2 separate regions of the Danio rerio genome follow, and region 2 is linked to region 1. A link is a contact called in public Hi-C data. All regions are on one chromosome and are shown on one strand. The core of a region is the stretch at or near the end of the contact, and the rest is flanking DNA. Distances in the headings are between cores, read along the strand shown. Region 1 overlaps LOC141377622 (a long non-coding RNA gene). Region 2 holds the start of rpl26 (ribosomal protein L26).

Region 1 (7,048 bases), core at 2,882-5,381:
ACTTTTTTCCCTTTGAGTAAAGTCAGTTTAACATTACCAAGTTACGATGAGTTTACTCACTTTACAGGGCTCAACAAAAAGGACAGCCCGGTAGGGTTGGGTACTAAAACTTGGTGCCATTATAGCATCGTACTTTAGTAACCGATATGTCCCAGACCAAATCAGCTTATGAATTTCGGTGCCTAATTTCAGAGCAACTGGTGCTGCGACAAGCACGTAAGAAGGATCAAGTGGTCATCAAAGGCACACATAGGTACACGTTGTCACACCATCTCTAAACATTTAATTCTAAACAGCTTTGAGGAATACAGACAGGCGATGTCAGGCGTTTGTTCTTGTTGCGTAGGGAACAAACGCACGCAATGTACGCAGTACAGCGCATTCAGTGAGCGAGAGCGACTCTCTCCAGATCAACACGCATGATCACATTCATCAAATTTGCTTTAAGCGTTCTAAAGTGTATTTTACAAGCAAGGGTTCTGACAGAGCGACGTGAAGCAGACACTTTACAAAAGTTGATGTGTAAGGGGGGGAAACACGTCAAACTAATGACACATTTGAGGACTCATAATCAACCTAATGGCAGAGGAATGCACCGTCTCTGAAAGCTTGCAACAAAATCTGGCTCTTTCACTGAGTACGTACATGGACACCAATGCTCCGATTTTTAATATGATTAAGACAATTCTCTGATTAAGAGTCTAGACTAGCATGTAAACAGTGAATTATGATGACCTTTAAGGACCACAGACACCTGCGTCGCCAAATGCGGAGATTTTTTCTCTCCATTCCACTTCAAATTTCATTACAAGAGCACTCTTCCAGCAGCCCTTACTTAATGCTCTCATCAAACACCTCGGTTTGTCATGGGGGCATGAATGAAACGTCCCTGAATGAAAGTGAAACTGCAGTCAAAGTCGAAACACCTGAAATGACATGAAACTCTGGAGGAAACATGGATAGCGCGTTGACGCGTTGATGTTAATGGATCTATGTACTAGAACATGTAAGATGGGATCATGAAAGGAACATTCAGGAAGCAGCTCATGTAAACACCTTGATCATATTACTGTCTTAATCAGATGAAGGCAAATCATTAGACTACTGATAACCATGTAAACACAGTCACAAGCCCCAACCCTAGAAAAAAGGAGTTCAGTATTTAGATGACAGCCTTTCCACAGGTTAGCAGTAAGCTAATGTCATTTCATAATGCAAATCTTAAATCGATGCTAACCAACAAATGATGGTTATATATTAATGTAATTTAAATATATAAAATATGAAGTGATGTTTACTTTGAACTTTAATTATATTGTTCTATTAAAATTATTTTTCAAAAGATTTTGCCAAATAAAATTTTTTCTACAGTCGTCCACCATAATTATGTGGCTCAAAAGTATCGGTTCTGGCACCGGTACGGTTTTAAAAGTATCGATTTAGCACTGCTATCGAAATAACCACAAACGATACACAACCCTACTGCCCAGGGCTAGCGTGACAGATGCTCAGGACAGTAGACAGGATTGTTACTGGCCCCTATCGGCCAGTAACAATGAACATGTTTTTTTTTTTTTTACCTAGTAACAACTAGTACAGCGAAAAGACAGCAACATCAAACTATGGGGCTAAAAGAAAACGTCTGTTTCTGGAGTCCAAGAAAACAGAACAAAAAAAGAGAGTTGTCGTCAGTTTGGCAGGCCATTTTTATAAAAATAATGTCGAATTTCAATAAAATACCAGCACATTTTTCATACTGCTCTTTCGTTTACATATAATCTTGAATTTTGCTCATTTTCAATTTATTAACATTTTTAAAATGTTTAAATTGTAGATTCACAGTCATTAATTTGCCACATTATTTAAATTATGGGGCTGAGAAATGTTTTTTTTTTTTTTTTTTTTGGTGAGGCCAGTGAAAACTTTAGCAGGGCAAGTTAGGCCTAATCCCAATTCTCCCCTTAGCCCTTCCCCTTACCCCTGGTTTTGCGCGTGCACGTGAAGGGGTAGTGGTGTTCCAATTCTCTTTAGCTTTAAGGCGTAGGGCTAAGGGCAAGGGGTAGATTTTTCAGGACCACACTCAAAACCAAGGGGTAAGAAAAATTTCCCAGAATACACCCGGAAGTCAGGAGATCCACAAATGAGTATATTTTGTCATTATTGTGAATTTTTACAACAAACAAACACGTTTAATATATTCATAACCGCGCTCATGTTTTACTGTCATGCTTTAAAAAAAAATGCTAAAATAAAAACTGCTAAATTTGGCAATCTATAATCCCTATTAATAACTCGTGTACAGCAGTCCCACAACATTCTGACACTTAAATATCCTGTCAGAAGAGTCTAGTGTCTGAGAATGAGCTGTTACAGTGTCTGCTATAATGTTAGTGCTGTTTTCTTGTGTTTACGTTGATGAATATGTCCACTGTGATAATGCACAGTACAGTTATGATCTTATCACCACATTAGATCATGATGATGACATGATATCTGCCTTCAGTGATCTCCTGAAGATAAATACCAACAAATAACCCAACTGGAGTAACTCCAGCAGTAGCCATCGTCTGATCTCATGTGAAGTAAGAGATTGTGATGACGTATGATGACGTGTGCAGGTGCTGTAGTGCTGTCACAATTCTTAAGGTTAAATTTTGAAGGGTACAAAGGGTACAAAAATAGAATTGGGATTGGGCCTAACAATCTCAACCACCGGCCCGATCAGCCCAGTAGATAAAATCCAAAAAAGCAAAATAACATTACCTTTTACAATAAAAACTGTATAAATGTAGTTTTTGCACAACTGTAACATGATGCATGCTGTGAAAAGCAGTTAGTTGGCTTTTTATAATTTCGCACTGCTTCATTTTAAGCTCATGTGTTTACTCATTTTCTTTAGGTAAAGTCAACTTAAGAGTTCCTTTACAGCATGCATTACGATTGATGACCAACTAAACTTCTCTGACTACATTTCTAGAACTGCTCGATCGTGCAGATTCACACTCTACAACATCAGAAATGTCCGACCCTTTCTATCTGAACATGCAGCTCAACTCCTTGTTCAAGCTCTTGTTCTCTCCAGACTGGACTATTGCAACTCTCTACTAGCCGGGCTTCCAGCTAACTCTATCAAACCTCTTCAGGTGCTTCAGAACGCAGCAGCACGAGTGGTCTTTAATGAAGCTAAAAGAGCACATGTCACTCCGCTGCTCATCCGTTTGCACTGGCTGCCAGTTGCTGCTTGCATCAAATTCAAAGCTCTGATGTTTGCTTACAAAGTGACTTCTGGCTTTGCTCCTTCTTATCTGCTCTCACTTCTGCAGATCTATGTGTCCTCCAGAAACTTGCGTTCTGTGAATGAACGTCGCCTCGTGGTTCCATCCCAAAGAGGGAAGAAATCACTTTCCCGAACTCTCGCGCTCAATCTGCCCAGTTGGTGGAATGAACTCCCTAACTGCATCAGAACAGCAGAGTCACTCGCTGTCTTCAAGAAACCACTAAAAACTCAACTATTTAGTCTCCACTTTCCTTCCTGATCTGCAATTGCCTCTCTGGATATACCACTGTACTACAGAAAAAATAAATAAATAAATACTAATGTTTTTGCTTCTTACACTTTGCACACCTGAAACTCGCCTACAGCACTTCTTCATTGTTGCTCTTATAGTTGTGTAAATTGCTTCCTTGTCCTCATTTGTAAGTCGCTTTGGATAAAAGCATCTGCTAAATGTAAATGTAAACTTAACTGAGCACCTAATCACCTGGGACAGTAGGAACAGTATAAGGGCTGAAATTGTTGCATCACTGTAACATGACATGTGAAATGCAGTAATTGTGCGTTCAGAGGCAGATTTAAGTGTGTGGAAAGAGTAAAGCCACATAAGGGACCGCACTATACTGCACTCCAGCCCCGCGGGCTGGGAAACACACTGCAGAACCGCGCGCTCAGGTCTGGGTCGTGTTATAATTTGCATTGAAGCGTTGAAAACGACCCAGCGTTTGCTCTGCTTGAATGATAAAGTGTGGTCGAGGGCGGCTGCGGATCAATCATGTTGATGCTGGGGGCCCGAGCGCTGTTATGAATGAGAGCCGGAAAGCCTCCACTTCCTGTATGACACACTCTCTATTTCCTGCCTGCGCACATTTCTCACACAGAGGGTGTGTGAGCGGCGCACCGGGACACTTCCAGAGCTAAAACAACATCCTGAGGAGGAGGATTCAGCCCTCACACCCGCGCCCGGAGGCAGCCTGTCAGGAGCCGCGCTAATAAGAGCAGACTGAGAAACACACTATATAGTGCACATGAGCACACACACTCTACTTTATACACACTTTTTATTGTACACATATTATTTCTCAGTAAATAAAGACAATATATTTTCCTGCATTAAACCTTCAAGCATCTGCATTGCAGTGATTAACCCGTGTGTGCTGTTGGGTTGTTTTCCTCCACTCTGGGTTGATGTTGAGTCTTCATTTGTCCTCATCTTTCTCTGTGTTTCAGCAAATGTGATGATTTCTGCTGAATAATCTGATTCATGTTTTGGGAAAATGTTCATAACTCATCATCAGATTATCAGATTGACTCCTCTGGTTCTGTTGCTGCTGTGTTTGCTCTATTGACTTCCATTATAATCACATTTATTGGCTGTAAAGTCATGACAGCAGATCATCCTGTGTTCTGCACTGCTGCTGGTTTACCTTGTTGAGATTAAGAGAGACGATCTGTCATCGTACTGTTGATCATCAAAATATATATGATGTGTAGTGTTAGTACTTTAAAACACTGGTGTGTGTAATACTATACACTAATTAAATACAGTCGTTTCCTGTAAAATTTAGAAAACTATTTGATGGTTTTTACCACATTTTTTAATAGTAAAATTCTGGCAACCACAACTGACATTTATTTACCGTATAGTTTATGAAATGGTTTTTAACTGTGGCTTAATAACTGGACAGTTACCTATAAACACATACAGTTGAAGTCAGAATTATTCGCCCCCTTTGATTTTTTTCTTCTTTTCTTAAATATTTCCCAAATGATGTTTAACAGAGCAAGGACATTTTCACAGTATGTCTGATAATATATTTTCTTCTGGAAAACGTCTTCTTTGTTTTACTTTGGCTAGAATAAAAACAGTTATTAATATTGGGACAAAATTATTAGCCCCTTTAAGCTATTTTTTTTTTATTGTCTCCAGAACAAACCATTGTTTCACAATAACTTGCCCAATTACCCTAACCTGCCTAGTTAACCTAATTAACCCAGTGAAGCCTTTACATGTCACTTTAAGCTGTATAGAAGTGTCTTGAAGAATATCAAGTCTAATATCATTTACTGTCATCATGACAAAGAGAAAATAAATCAGTTATTAGAAATGAGTTATTAACACTATTATGCTCAGAAATGTGCTGAAACAATCTTCCCTCCATTAAACAGAAATTGGGGAAAAAATAAACAGGGGCGATAATAATTCAGGGGGCTAATAATTCAACTGTAAATATTGAACGTAAAAATGTTTTTAATTTAATGTCTCTACCCTAAATCCGAAAGTAGATTACCGCTGCCTGAGATGTGAAAACAAACTAAAGTCTCTAATTCTGCTCTCAGAACAGCTGATCGGCCCAGATTGCTTTACATCAACACAACTTTTAATTGAAATAGATGCGTTTGCATTGCATATTACTCTTTAAATCATCTACTCAATCTCTCGAAAACAAAATCCTGTACACATAAAAATAATGTTTTTATTTGAGCGTCTCCATCCTAAATCCAAAAGTAAATGTAAAACAATCAGCCTGAGAAGGTTAATGAGGCCATTACAGCAGTGTCAGAAAGTGGATTAGGGCGGCCCTAGGTGTGTAAACTAACTATAAAGTCTGTAATTCTGCTCTCAGAACAGCTGATCGGCCCAGATTGCTTTACATCAACACAACTTTTAATTGAAATAGATGCGTTTGCATTGCATATCACTCTTTAAATGGTCTCCTCAATCTCTCAGAGGGACATCAATTTTGTTCTGTTTGAGGTCAGGCCTCGCCGGCGCGCCACGATCATTAGCATCCTCCTCATAAACTCGATAATTTGGGATCAGTAATGGCTCCTGGTCTCCAAATAAAGCAGTATACCTGTCACCAGGGTGGGCATCTTCAGCAACACAACATTAGCGGAGGTTAATCTACACAAGATCCTGCTTATACTCAGAGTTAATAAGACTAAAGCATTATTAGCCCGGCTCCATAACATTCCCCCATAATAACGCCGCCGGCTGTCAATCATCGGCACAATTAAACCGTTTAATGAATAAATTTGCATAGATAATGGTGTGGCTGTAGGAAACATCTGGTTGCAGGAGTTTAATGACATACCTTGCAACAGACCCCCATATGGACCGCTAAAGAAAATGCTGTTTTGATGCTAACTAAATGAAAAGTATCACTCAGATTAATCCGGGCTTTTTTGACAGAGATGAAATCACTTAGCGAGAGCGATTCTGGCAGGTTACAAGCCTCACAGTTAATTGCTTCATGCCCGAATCTCGCTTTCGCCGCCTGCCCGACAACTCACAGTTTTTTCCTCGCTGCATTTCAATATCGCGAAGGCATCAGGAAATTCCAGACAGCGGCAAATTAAATGCAAATTGCCTCGCATCTGCCTGAACTATTGCTTTAAATGCTCTGTTTTTACAATTAAAATGAACAATTGCCGCTACATACACTGCTCATTTCTGCTGCACGCTGACAAGATATACAGTAGAAGCGCATGTCTGAGAACGGGATGAGCTTTCATAATCATGAGCTACAAAACATCAGCGGCATCCGCAAATCAGGCCATCATTACAACAGCAAACTCACATTAACTTCCCTTTCCCAGAGTCCGAATCAGCTTTTTTAACAGTACACACATCATTATTGTGCATCAATGCAATGCATCTTTATTTCTAATGCGCCCAACATGGGGAGAACATGCAAACTCCACACAGAAATGACCCAGCCGAGGCTCGAACTAGCAACCTTCTTGCTGTGAGGCAATTGTGCTACCTAC
Region 2 (7,048 bases), core at 2,556-5,055, 380 kb after region 1:
GACACGTACAGCAGGAGAATGCCAATCACAGTGCTTCTGCATCAAGTCTGATTAGAACAAACACAACTCACTCATGCTGAGCATCAGAGGCTGCTGGAGATACACACACACACACACACACACACACACACACACACACACACACACTACTGTAGTTGAAGCCCTTATAAGCAGGAGGACGAGCTGGTGTCTCTAGGGTTCAGTGTCTGGCATGTCTGCACTCCACTGATGAATATTTTAATATTGAGAGTCTGGAGACTGACGCTGCTGGAGCTCTAACAAGCCCCTGTAGAGTCCCCGGGCCTGAAACCCCCCCAACACACAGCCTAATCTGCAGGAGAATCCCATTAGTGGAGCTGCAGGACTGATCTGAGAACAGCCGTGAGAGAGCACAGCTGACAGCAGGACACACCCCATACTCCACCCTCCTGCTCCTACTGCCTTCCTCCACATCCCTGCTTCCACTTCCATCCTCCTCCATCCTCCTCAGCTTCCTGCATTTTCCACCCTCCTCCTTCATCCTCCAGCTTCCTCCATCTTCCTCCTTCATATTCATTCATTTCTCTTCATCTTAGTCCCTTAATTAACCAGAAATGGCCACAGCGGAATGAACCGCCAACTATTCCAGCATATGTTTTACACAGCGGATGCCCTTCTAGCTGCAACCCATCACTGGGAAACACCCATACACACTCATTCACACACACACACACACACACACACACACTCATACACTACGGCCAGTGTAGATGATCAGTTCCCCTATTAGCGCATGTGTGTTGCTGCTGTCAGCGGTGTTTGCTGCTGTCAGAGCTGTGGGCATCGTGTGCTCCTCATAGGAGCCAGAGGGGTTTGATGAGAAGGACACAGAGAGAGATCAAGCACAACATGGAAAACTAGAAATCAAATCTCTATTTTTAGCACAAAAAGAAAAGTTAAATAAAGAGAAAAGTGAGAGATCAGCTAGTGTAGAAAAGAGTTATTATATTCTGACAATCCTCCTCATGATGATGATGATGATGATGAGGAGGAGGAGGAGGAGGAGATGGTGATGTGGCAGCGCCATCTGCTGGTCAATATTGTTTAATGTTCACTCTATTCATCTAGCGCTGAAACAGTACTATAGTATTACCTGACACACACACACACACACACACACACACACACACACACACACACACACACACACACACACACACACACACACACACACAGGGAAGATGCCAGTCCATGGGCACAAACAAAGCCAGCAGTGGTGTATTTACTCATGCAGAGCAGCAGTGACTTTCAGCTGTTCAGCTAACACAATAGCAGCCACTGTGCAGAGTGACCAGCAGAGGGCGACAGACTGAAGAACTGAGCATTCACAAACATTTGATCATTACATGAAAACTAGTACAAAATAAAATAACTAAAATAAATAAACCAGTGATAAATAAAAATACATTTATGACTGAATAAATTACTAAAGAAAATAAATAAACTAGTAATAAATTAAAATAGTAACCCTATTCATTGTACATATTGTCCTGTTTTTATAGGGGGGGAGTGTGTTGTTGTATTTTGTTGTATGATGTTAAGAGCCAGCACCTCCGCTTTTCACTCATCATAGCACACGTTCTGCTGAAGATGTGACTATATGTGTGATTTGCTTTGATTAAATATGTATTTATTAAAGTTGCTGATAGTAAAGTGAGTTATATGATAATCAGTGTTGGGTCATTTACTTTTAAAAAGTAATCGATTACAAATGACTGATTAGAAATCTGATTACATTACTAATGACTTCACGTAAACAGTCGTCAGATTACTAATTACTTTACTTTGAAGTTACTTTTAAACATGTAAAATATTCCTAATACAGAATAACCTGCAGCTCTGTCAGTCATTTGGGCCAGTCCCGATTCTCCCCCTCAGCCCTTCCCCTCACCCCTAACCCTTGTTCTGTGTGCTCCTGTGAAGGGTCAGGGCTGTCCCAATTCTCTTCAGCTTGCAGGCTTGGGGCTCAGGGGAAGGGGTGAATAGTCCTTTGCACAAAGACATTTCAGGACCACACTGGAAACCAAGAGGTAAGAACATTTCCCAGAATACCCCATCCACAACAGCAGGACAGCTGCACACCGACGCCAGGAGATCCACTAATGAGTATATTCCGTCATTATTATGAATTATTACAACAAACAAGCACATGTTTAATAAATTCATAACCACACTCATGTTTTACTGTCATGCTTTAAAAAAACCCTGCTAAAATAACCAATAATAACTCGTGTTCAGCAGTCCCACAACATCCTGACACTCAATAACACTCGACCCCCCTGTCAGAAGAGTCTGGTGTCTGAGATTGAGCTGTTAGTGTCTGCTATAATGTTAGTGCTGTTTTCTTGTGTTTACATGGTGAATATGGCCACTGTGATAATGCACAGTACAGTTATGATCTAATCACCACATTATATCGTGATGATAACATGATATCTGCCTTCAGCAGTCGCCATCGCCTCATCTCACATGCAGCAGGAGATGGTGATGACGTATGATGATGTGTGCAGTTTAATGCAGACTCACTGTGATTATTGTAGTTCTCTGCTTGTGTTTATTATTATGGTTGTTTATTAGCTAAATGTTAATAACCCGCTGGTTAATGGTCGGTTTAAGTAATTATAATCTAATTCAATCCTGCTGATCATCTTAAAGATGTCTGAGGAGTAAATCACACCTCAGAAATACAGCAAACGCATAATGGAGCAATAGTATCTGGATGCAGCCTTTATAATGCAAGCTGAGACTGCATCGCTCAGACACAATGCACTCAGTGGAGTGAGTGACGTCACTGTGATGGGTAGGGTTAGGGGCGGGGTTAGGTGAGCGCATTAAAAAGCATTGGATGCAGCTCAGATTGCACTGCACCAGGTGTGCAGCCAGACCCATCTCTAATAGAGCCTGCTAATGACTGGTAACTGAATAGTAATTAATTTACCCATGAATGTAAATTTGCTCAGTATGATATGATGATAGAGCTTTATGAAGACTAATGAAGACACTGCTGAAACCGGTAACCATTGACTTATACAGTAAGATGTACAGTGCAGTACTCCATTCTGAATATGTTCCTCCATTTCTCAGTGAATATAGGCGATGTGTTTCAGTGCGTTTGAACAAAACAGATTTACTTAACAGATATATTTTTAAAAAATTATATTTTAGTGACCAAACATCTTTAGAAATTCAAAGATAATGTGATTAAATTTAAGCTAAATATTGAAATACATATTAAACCTACAAAATATCCACTAAATTTCTCCAGTTTTTTGTTTCTCTTGATTTTTCCTCCTTTTTTAATGTGTATTGAATATTTTCTGTGTCATATACATGTGTCTGTGCTAGTGTTTGGAGGGTTTTCGTCAGTTATTATGTCAGATTTGGCTTCAGCACTGACTAATCTACTGTATATGCACACATATAATACTGCAGAGCTGTGAGATGTGTGAGGGCTGCTCTCGCTCATATTCGCTGTGGAAGTCGATGGTTACCGGCTTCTGTCTGTGAGTGAGTGACTGATGATGACGGGGGATCAGTGTTTGAGGGAACTGTCCCTTTAATTACTCGCCCCGTGTGAATGTTGTTATTATATTGATTTATTAATCTGCTGTTCATTAGTGACTCACAGCTGGACTGAATATTCTATTAGCATATTTGATATTTATATTTTTTAATACCTTCTTCTCTCTCCGCTGGCGGAAATCCCGCCTCACCCCTGTGATCTCGCGAGACTTGCGGCTCCACTAATTCTGGCGGAAGTAGTTCTCGAGTCTCTTTTCCGGCGGCCATCGTGACAGGTCGGCAGGGTAAGCGCAGATCGCCGGTGTTTTTATCTTATCCTCCGCCATCCGCGCGGATTTACGGGCATCGGTGTTTCAGACTCGCTCTGTTAACCCGCAGCATGTGTGTGTTCGCTGTAAAACCGTTATTTCAGTCATACGACGCGATATGAGGCGTCATTGAGCCGCTAAAGTTCAGTCGCGCTCCCGACTCCACAAAACAGCGCCAAACGACACTAAACACACACACACACACACAGTGTAAAAGCGCGCTTCAGCATGCAGAGATCACATCATCATCATCATCATCCAACACAACACTGATCAGAGAGAGAGAGAGAGAGAGTGTGTGTGTGTGTGTGGAGTGTTCAGGAAGAATAGCACAAACTGTGTGTGTGTATGAGAGACACGAGTCCGGGTCGAGCCCCGAAGTGAGTGTGTGTTTGAAACGCGTGCTGTGTAACGGATTAAGTGTGTTTGTGTTGTGTATAGCTGTGTGTGAGAGAGAACATGTCTGCTAGTCTTGCACGTTTATTGTGTGTAGGTAGTTTAGACTACAGCAGTGTGTGTGTGAGAGAGAGAGAAGTGTTGTGGACTGTAAGGCTAGTGTGTGTTACAGAAACGTGCCTTTGTTAGTCCTACAGTGTGTACAACAGTGTCCTGAATTCAACATGATACATTGGGTATCAAGTGTGTGTGTGTATATATATATATATAAAGTATTAATGAAGTGATGAACATGTCAGTATGGGACCGTTTTGACACACACACCCCGCTTCATTCTGACTCGAAGCTTGTGTGTGTGTGTGCTGAAATCTGCTGAACACTAACTCACTAATCACTCTAAAGTGAACACTAATATATCATGAGTTACTTCTGTTAAACAGCAAAGAAGATATTTTGAAGAATGCTGAAGATCAGTAACCATTGGCCTCCATTGTAGAAAACAAACACAATGGAAGTCAATGGTTACCGGTTTACAGCATTCTTCACAATATCTTCAGTTCAACAAACTCATAAATGTGCAAAGCGAGTCAGATCTGAGCAGATGATCGGGGGTGTGTGTGTGTGCACGCTCTGTTTAATTAATGTGTAATAGTTGTAGTGTGGACAGTGTCTGTCTGTCGTCTGCTTTTTCACAATGTTTACTAACAAGTGTAGAAAACTTGAACTCCATTTCCCCCCTGCAGACTAGAAAAGTGCTGATTCACAAGTGATGCTGCATTACAGACGTCTGCATGTTATTTTGTGTTCTGAATGTGTTTATGGCGATTGATGAGTTGCTGTATAATCATAAACACAGGCACTGATGAACAATAATAAATTGACTATCACACATGACAGTTTCTAATTAAATATTGAACTAAAATGACTTAAGATTGGCCCAGTGGACACTGAGAGAGGTTTAACCTCAATATAATTATCATTAATGCTGGAATCATGATTTAATTGCATCCAAAATAAGAGTTTGTTTTGACATAAGAAATGTTTTTATATATATCTTAACATGGGAGATAAATATGCATAAAAACGACAATACCAGACGATTATTTGCGTAAACATTTGATTGATCTGTTCTGTCCATATTAGATATGTAAATATGAATACTTCTCATATGCATGTGTCTTTCTGTAAACATATCGAACCTTTATTTAGGATGAATAATCTCCGGCCGCTGTTAACATTAACATTGTTGTGTGTTTCTCCGTCAGCCATCATGAAGCTGAACACGTTTGTGACGTCCTCCCGGCGCAAGAACCGTAAGCGCCACTTCAACGCGCCGTCCCACATCCGCAGGAAGATCATGTCGTCTCCACTGTCCAAAGAGCTGCGGCAGAAATACAACGTGCGCTCCATGCCCATCCGCAAGGACGACGAGGTCCAGGTCAGAGCGCGCGCTGGTGTGGTGTGTATAGGGGTGTGTGTGTGTGTACATCAGTGTGTTTGACGCGTCTGTGTGTGCAGGTGGTTCGGGGACACTACAAAGGCCAGCAGATCGGTAAAGTGGTGCAGGTCTACAGGAAGAAGTACGTGATCTACATCGAGCGCGTGCAGCGGGAGAAGGCCAACGGAACCACAGTCCATGTGGGCATCCACCCCAGCAAGGTGTGTGTGTGTGTGTGTGTGTGTTATGCAGACGCATGTTTACACACGCAGCAGGAGATGTAGAGCATGTTTACACACAACACCAGAGTCACTCACTAGTACAGCTCTAGTCTGAGCGGTGTGTAAAGCAGTACAGTGAGGATGCTGGAGCTGTGTGTGTGTGTGTGTGTGTGAGAGAGAGAGAGGCTGCGTTTACATCAGTGTGTCTGTTTAACCCTTTATAGCACAGGTGTCAAACTCAGCTCCTGTAGGGCCGCAGCTCTGCTCTAACCCTGATCCACACAGCTGATCCACTCATCAAGGTGTTCCAGACTACTAGACACTCTTCAGCAGCTGAAGCTGAAGTTTGCAGAGCTGTGGCCCTCCAGGAGCTGAGTTTGACACCCTGCGCTTCAGTGCACTTGATGGAGTCACTATGTAAAGCACTGCTACTGTGGCACATGTAATCCTGCTGTTCTCTTATAACTCAATGATTATCCTTCAAGTCAGTCGAGATCAGCCTTCACTGAAGCTCTACAGCAGGGGTGTCAAACTCAATTCCTGGAGGGCCGCAGCTCTGCACAGTTTAGTTCCACCCCTGCTCCAACACACTTACCTGTAGGTTTCAAACAAGCCTGAAGGACTCAATTAGTCTGATCAGGTGTGTTTAATGAGGGTTGAACTAAACTGTGCAGAGCTGCGGCCCTCCAGGAACTGAGTTTGACACCTGTGCTCTACAGTACAGCAGATCAGGTTAGCTTCAGTCCTCAGATGTGCTCAGCATGAAGACAGCAGCTGATCTTCATCACACACACACTCTGACATTCAGTGAATGTGTGTTCCCTCATCAGTGTGCAGTATTTGAGCACTGCTCCTTCACTACAGTAAAGGCTGTTCATCATGTATGACACTGTCTACTCCTCTGCTGGAGCTACACAGGACCCTGTTCAGCAGCAGCAGATTATTGGTGTATGCATAATTTGTGCTTAATGCATAATTTGTGACCATTCTCACACACACACACACACACACTCACTCGCTGGCCATGCGTGTATGTTGGCATCAGTGTGGATGGAAGGTGTGTAATCTTAACACATTAAGCATTTTAAAGTGAAACACACCAGTGTAAACACAGTTTGATCAAT

The links. Hi-C and Micro-C count contacts between places; a contact is called where the count stands out from the background.
Region 2: a Hi-C map of embryo shows a contact between it and region 1, with 5 times the contacts expected there. The contact joins the promoter of rpl26 here to the enhancer-like site in region 1. A contact is called at or near these places in 2 of 18 Hi-C or Micro-C datasets (caudal fin and embryo).

Annotation. Positions count from the first base shown.
Region 1 is chr14:58,269,175-58,276,222 of GRCz12tu, forward strand. The region is part of intron 1 of LOC141377622 (a long non-coding RNA gene); the gene reads right to left. Among named protein-coding and RNA genes, the nearest start is that of cpxm1b, 120 kb to the right of the region's middle. Within about 2 kb of position 4,132, at least 19 of the 62 cell types and tissues checked have an H3K27ac peak or open chromatin away from gene starts, as enhancers often do.
Region 2 is chr14:58,646,045-58,653,092 of GRCz12tu, forward strand. rpl26 (ribosomal protein L26) reads left to right here and starts at 3,806. Exons shown (of 4, transcript NM_213113.2): 1 at 3,806-3,845; 2 at 5,531-5,703; 3 at 5,784-5,924. The coding sequence starts at 5,536.